2 separate regions of the Rattus norvegicus genome follow, and region 2 is linked to region 1. Evidence: chromatin contacts called from public Hi-C data. All regions are on one chromosome and are shown on one strand. The core of a region is the stretch at or near the end of the contact, and the rest is flanking DNA. Distances in the headings are between cores, read along the strand shown.

The links. A called contact is a pair of places that touch in the nucleus more often than the background predicts.
Region 2: a Hi-C map of mammary epithelial cells shows a contact between it and region 1, with 2.0 times the contacts expected there. The contact joins two enhancer-like sites. A contact is called at or near these places in 4 of 12 Hi-C or Micro-C datasets (the A7r5 cell line, kidney, liver and 1 more).

What each region holds. Positions count from the first base shown.
Region 1 is chr7:92,838,534-92,841,501 of GRCr8, reverse strand. All of the region lies in intron 2 of Nsmce2 (NSE2/MMS21 homolog, SMC5-SMC6 complex SUMO ligase), which reads right to left. Among named protein-coding and RNA genes, the nearest start is that of Nsmce2, 14 kb to the right of the region's middle. Within about 2 kb of position 1,426, at least 7 of the 93 cell types and tissues checked have an H3K27ac peak or open chromatin away from gene starts, as enhancers often do. A contact at or near this core is called in kidney, where this site is marked.
Region 2 is chr7:92,887,085-92,890,134 of GRCr8, reverse strand. The region is part of intron 3 of Nsmce2 (NSE2/MMS21 homolog, SMC5-SMC6 complex SUMO ligase); the gene reads right to left. Among named protein-coding and RNA genes, the nearest start is that of Nsmce2, 63 kb to the right of the region's middle. Within about 2 kb of position 1,519, at least 28 of the 93 cell types and tissues checked have an H3K27ac peak or open chromatin away from gene starts, as enhancers often do. A contact at or near this core is called in kidney, where this site is marked.

The sequences.
Region 1 (2,968 bases), core at 177-2,676:
AGTGTTCCTAATCCTTGCATGTATTCTTATTTGCCATAGCTGCTAACTAATTAACCTTTTCAAAGCATGGCCAAAAAAACTACTACCAACAAGTTCAAATAAACAATTTAAACTGGTTGTATAAGACACCCTACAGTATTGTAGTGAACAGTATGATGTTGTACTTTGCCTAAGCACTGTATCAGAACCTAGAGTCTCCAGGGCAGATGCTCTAGTCAAGAGCTGATGAGCCATATCCAGCCCTAAAACCTGTTGCCCTTCCACAGCCCTCACAAAGAGCCAAGTCTGCCTCTTCCCTGGTGCTACTCAAAATCTAAAACAATGTGACTGTGGTCCATGCCACCTAGCTCAAGTCACATATTAACTAGGCCTTCTTCCACACAGTATAGGACTTAACCCATCTTTCTGAAACCTTTAAGAATAGGCACCTTCCTTCGTCTTGCAGGACTAAAGCCTATGGCATCAGGCTGGGAGCACAGAGCAGGCTGTGGTGTTAATAAACACCCTATCCTAAAGACAACTGAACTCAATACTGCTCTTTCATGAACACACTGTTCTCTTCTCACTCCCAAAAACCTAACACACAGTCCAGAAGAAAAGTGAAATCTTTGTCTTCAGGTTAAAGTGGCCATTGCTGCCATCACCAGTTTACAATTACTTAGAACTTAACACTCTCAACCTCCCTCTCTCAGGTATACACACTTACAGAGAGCCCAAAAAGAACTTCTCAGTGTAACTCCCCCCGCTGGCACCCCCTTCTCCTCAATCATTCAACTTATTCTGGCCCAGACACTGAAGAACTGCAGTGAACACACCCCGCACCATGTGCTTATGTGTTCCTGTAATCCAGCCTTCTGGAGGATGAGATGGGAGGACAGTAACTTTGAAGCGAGCCTGGGCTACCTGGTAAGACTCTGTCAGTAAAAATCACAAAGCAGGGAGTGTGTGTGTGATAAAAGGTGACTTCCAACTCTTCTAGTAAGTTTAAGATGCACAATGAGCCCACATAAGAAAGACTGTCACTTCACCATGAGAACTCCACTGAAGAGCAACAATAGATTCAAAGGTAAAAGAAGCTGCCTTTCAACTTTGGTCTCTGATTCCACAGGCCTAAAAAAAAAAAAAAAAAACTCATGCAGGAATATGCCTCTTGCAACTGTGGTCACATGTAAAAATGAAGCAAGAAAACATCTGTCTGGAGCTGGCCTCAAATGCCTCTAGTTCTTCTCCAAACCAGGTTCATAACTCCCACCCACAGAGAGAAAGCCAGGGCCTGAGGCGGCACCCAGGGACAAGCAAATTAGCATTCCCAAGGTCAATTGCTGACAGGCTTAATTGTTTACAGCAACTAGAATCAGCTGGCTGCTGCAGTTAGGAGGCTTAACCTTCCAGCTTGCCCAACAGCATATGAAACTGATTTACCACATCAGCTACAAAATATGAAGAACTGTAGATGTGGATTCAAACGAACACACAACGTTTTATACAGAAGCAAACGTAACAGGATCCTCAGAAACAATGCACTTTTTATTTTAAGCTGGCTAAACAATTAGGGGAAAACCCTAAAATACTAGCCACAGCTTCAGCAGAGGAGAGACAAGTACAGGAGAAAATGAGAAAGTGTCTCATTCTTCCACTAGCTTGACTGAAAGTTCACCAGAACTGCTAAAGAGTTGCAGATCTAGCTGATTTGGCCATCTTTTATTTCTTACCTTTCACTGTCACAGAGAAGTGAAATAGCCTATGTGCCTTTTGTCATCTCATAAAGTGTTGTATGTGGCTAATAAGAATAAGCAGTGTAGCCAGCTAGTCTGGAGTCCAGTGTACTTGTAGGATTTTGATTTCACTGCCCACGCTGTGCCAAAAGAACTCTTTAGGAGCTTCCATATTTATGACATGTGAAAGTAATATTTTAGTTTTATGTACTTTACAATTTTATTTATTTGTGAATATAGATGTTCTGACTGCATGTATGTCTGTGGACATACTATGAACATGTCTAGTGTCTGGTATAGAAGCAGGTATGGTATCACCTGGGTTCTGGGAATTGAACCTAGGTCTTCTGAAAAAGCAACCAATCCTCTTAACCACAGAGCTATCAGCTATCTCTCTGGCCTTGGAAAATAGTTTCAGATACACTAACTAGGTTAAATAAAACATTACAAATCTCTCCCTCCTCCATACTTTATGAAAGAGAGACAGTAGAAAATTTCAAATTACACATGTGGCAAACAGTACAGTTTTATCAGACTGCACTTCTGCATATAAGTAATGGTACAGAAATATACAGCATGAATACGTAACTTCATCTGTGACTACAGAAACAGGGAAAGAACAGTTTGCATAATGATCTCTAGAAGAATCAAACTGCTTTCAACTGTTATGTGTCATCCTCATAAAAGCTCCTTTCCTCTGACCACAAGACATTAAAATTTTATGTCATTAAAAGAGGACTATAGTGTTTCACCAAAGGCTCCTAATGTTTTTCTACTTCTGCCTCCGTTGTCATCTCTGCATAGCATTCAGCAAGCATCAGTCCTTGCCAATGGCCAGAGACACGATGTGATGCTGGCCTGGCTTTTTAATCTGACTGAGAGACTCTTAGCTAGCTTTTTCTGTTTTAGTCCTTTTCATCCCCAGTTTGATCACTGAAATCTAATAGAAGGCTCAGCTCCAATGGCCAAGAAAAATTAGAAATAAAACAAAAGAATCGGGGTTGGGGATTTAGCTCAGTGGTAGAGTGCTTGCCTAGGAATCGCAAGGCCCTGGGTTCGGTCCCCAACTCCGAAAAAAAGAACCAAAAAAAAAAAAAAAAAAAAAAGAATCGATAGCAAAGGCACTGTCAAAGGCCTAGAAAAATCTAAACAGTATTTAGGCACTATACATAATCTGTTTTTTAAAAAAAAACAGAAACTTACACCAAAATGAGAAATGCTAATGTGAACAGGAGGGTTTAGCACACAGAACA
Region 2 (3,050 bases), core at 270-2,769, 49 kb before region 1:
CACAAAGAATCTTAGGGGATGGCCGTGACAGTGCAAGCTGGGGTGTGAGGGCTGCTAGTGTGCTCCACGGGGCTGCTGCACAGAAGAACGCAGGCTTCGGACTCTACATTAGAAGCTAAGTTTACAAGGAACATCTTCTGTTTTTAAAACAACATACGTTGTGTGTGTGTGTGTGTGTGTGTGTGTGTGTGTGTGTGTGTGTGCGCGCGCGCAGTAATTTTGAAATTGGGGATGGTTGCATGCTCATGTTGCTCCTGAAATCCCAGCATGAGAGAGTGGAAGCAGGAAGATCAAGGAGTACAAGGGCATCATCCCTGGGCCACACAGTTTAAAGCCAAGGTAGGCTGACTGAGATCCTGCCAACAAGCAACAATAAGTAAACAAGTGTTTCTGTGCCTGAAGAATTTGAATGTTGAGTACTTGGGAATAAATCTGGGACCTGCCTCAGGCTAGGTAAGAGGTGGCCCACTGAGTTCCAGCTCTGAAATGGCCTTTTACGTACGGCAGAGGGCAACAGAAGGTGTGTGTAGAAGAAGACAATACAGAATCCACCTAGACATGCTAATCTAAGTGTTAAGATTAAAAAATCTGACTTGGAATATAAGACTCTGCTATGATCTTAGAAAAGGCACTGTATACATCCAAGTCTGATTTCCACTCGTAGTGGTAGAAAATAACAATATTAATTTTTCATAGTTGTGAAAATAAACGGAACAAAGCAGTTAAGCCCTCAGCCACCTGGTAGTCTTCTATAATAAGAAGCTGTTATTGTCATGATTACTGCTGATTATCATTATAGAGGCAGATCTGCAGGGAGGCTGGATTCACTGGTCTACGCTCTGTTAAGACTGGAGACACCCACAGGAGGCCTCCACGAATAGACTGTAATGGAAACCATGGAAATGAGTGAGATCACCAAGGAAACTGAATGAATGGAAACAAAAAGGACCAAGATAGAACTTTGGAGAATGTTACATTTAACAGGCAGCTGGAAGAGTCATAAAAGAAAACCTGTAAGAGTTAACAAGACAACCAAAGAAAGTGCCCCAAAATTTGGGGAAGAAATTTTAAGATGTGTCAAATGTCTGAGAGAGGTTGAGCCAAACACAGACTGAGAAGTGCCCATCCGACTCAGTCTGAGTCATCTGGGATTCTGGCAAGAGTAGCGCAAAGCCCAAAAGCTCCTGCCACATACCCAGACCATATTCAATGAATCATTTAAAAAGGATGAGGCAGAAACTCAGAAAACACACATCACCAAACAAAACACTCTTCAGTGAGCTGCCCAGTTTACGCTTAAAACTCAATTGTGACTATTTAGCTGCATTTTATTTTTTATTATTTATTTGTATGTATGTATGTGGGCATGTTTATGTACACTGAACATGTGGAGTGGCCAAAGGAAAATTTTTGGGCATTGTTTCCTTCCTCCCACCGAGTGGGTCTGGGAGACTGAACTCAGGCAGTCAGGCTCTGCCCTTACCTGCTGAGCTTCTCCGGCCACTTAGCTACATTTTAACTAACACCCGATCCTGGCTGCTTGTAACCCAGTGCTTCCTTTGTGTCAGCAAGGGACAGCATACAATAAGCTGACTTACTCATTCTTCCGTCAAGTTCTTCCATGGAACAAAAGCCAGTTTGCTTGCTTTTGGGGGGTTGGGAGTGGTACTGGTAGAAACAAAAGGTGGAACTCAGTCATAACCTATACTGAAACTGTGTACTACTTTCGCAATGTACAAATACAAATATTAATGTACTTATAAGATGATAATATACCTCGTTTCTTCTGTAAAATACTGTATGCATATGTAATGACTCAAAAGTGTGTCATTTTATTGCCATGGGTCAAAGTCAAGATCTCCTCCTCCTGCAATTACCATTACTGCCTTGCAGGCATCATTTCACTGAGAGGGGAGATCACAGGAGTGAAAGATATTAACGGTCTGAGTCATTCACACACTTCTTGAATCATGTGAGAATCTAGTATAAAATTAGTCATTCCTGTAAATGAGTCTCAGATAAATTGATTGACTTTCAAACAACCAGTTAGGTATCTGGCTTCCAAATAAAAAACACCCAATGCTTTCCAGTCTTCCTTTAGAAGTTCAGCACACTTAGCACACACTAGTGGAACAGTTTGCTTTTATTCTGCTTAGTAAGAAGATTCAGTATTCTAATTTGTGGTCGACTGGATAAAAAAGCTACGGGACCTCTCTCATACTAGAAATCTACAGAGAATTGACTCAATTGTCCTCAGAATACTCTTTCAACAATATTTACTGAATCCCAATCGAATGTTAGGCATTATGCACTGAAACATTTATGGACACTAGCCCACATTTATGACACTCTATCCAACTGGTCATGCACGGGGTACATTACTATAAGACAACACTGTCTCCACTATATGTAGCAAAAGGACTTGGTAAAAATTTTATTAAAAGGTATCAACAGAGAATCACTGTGCTTTCCCTGTCGATACCCTAACCACATGTACATATGGCATATGCCATGCTTTTTTACTATACACCTTCTATGCTTAAGAAATATTCATACATGTTTAATGATGGCCAGCATAGACCTTTTGTTCCCTTCATCTCACGCCAACTTCTGATGCATTGTACAATTTACACTAACGCTACTGGACCAAATTATTTGTAGTTCGATATGTTTTCTAGCATCATTATTTAGCAAGAATCTGACTTCTAACTAAACACTGGAGTGAAAACACTTCCTTGTGGTTCATTATGACACACCAAGTGGACTTTACAGTTTGCCAGGGTGTTGTGACACCATCACTGAGCAGTTCCAATCAGACCTGGAACACCTTTCCTCCTTCAAGGTGCTTAGATAAAAATGAGAAAGAGTAAGGTCAAATATGTATATATGCTATTGATCTGGTTTTAATGATCAGTCCTATTAGAATACACCCAAAAGATGGCAGCCAAATACGGCAGCTTGCCACCTTCAGGCATCTTCTACTCAGTATACATCAGCACTCACGATGCTGAAAAATCACCCTAGCACACTGCTCACAGCACCATGTCCAC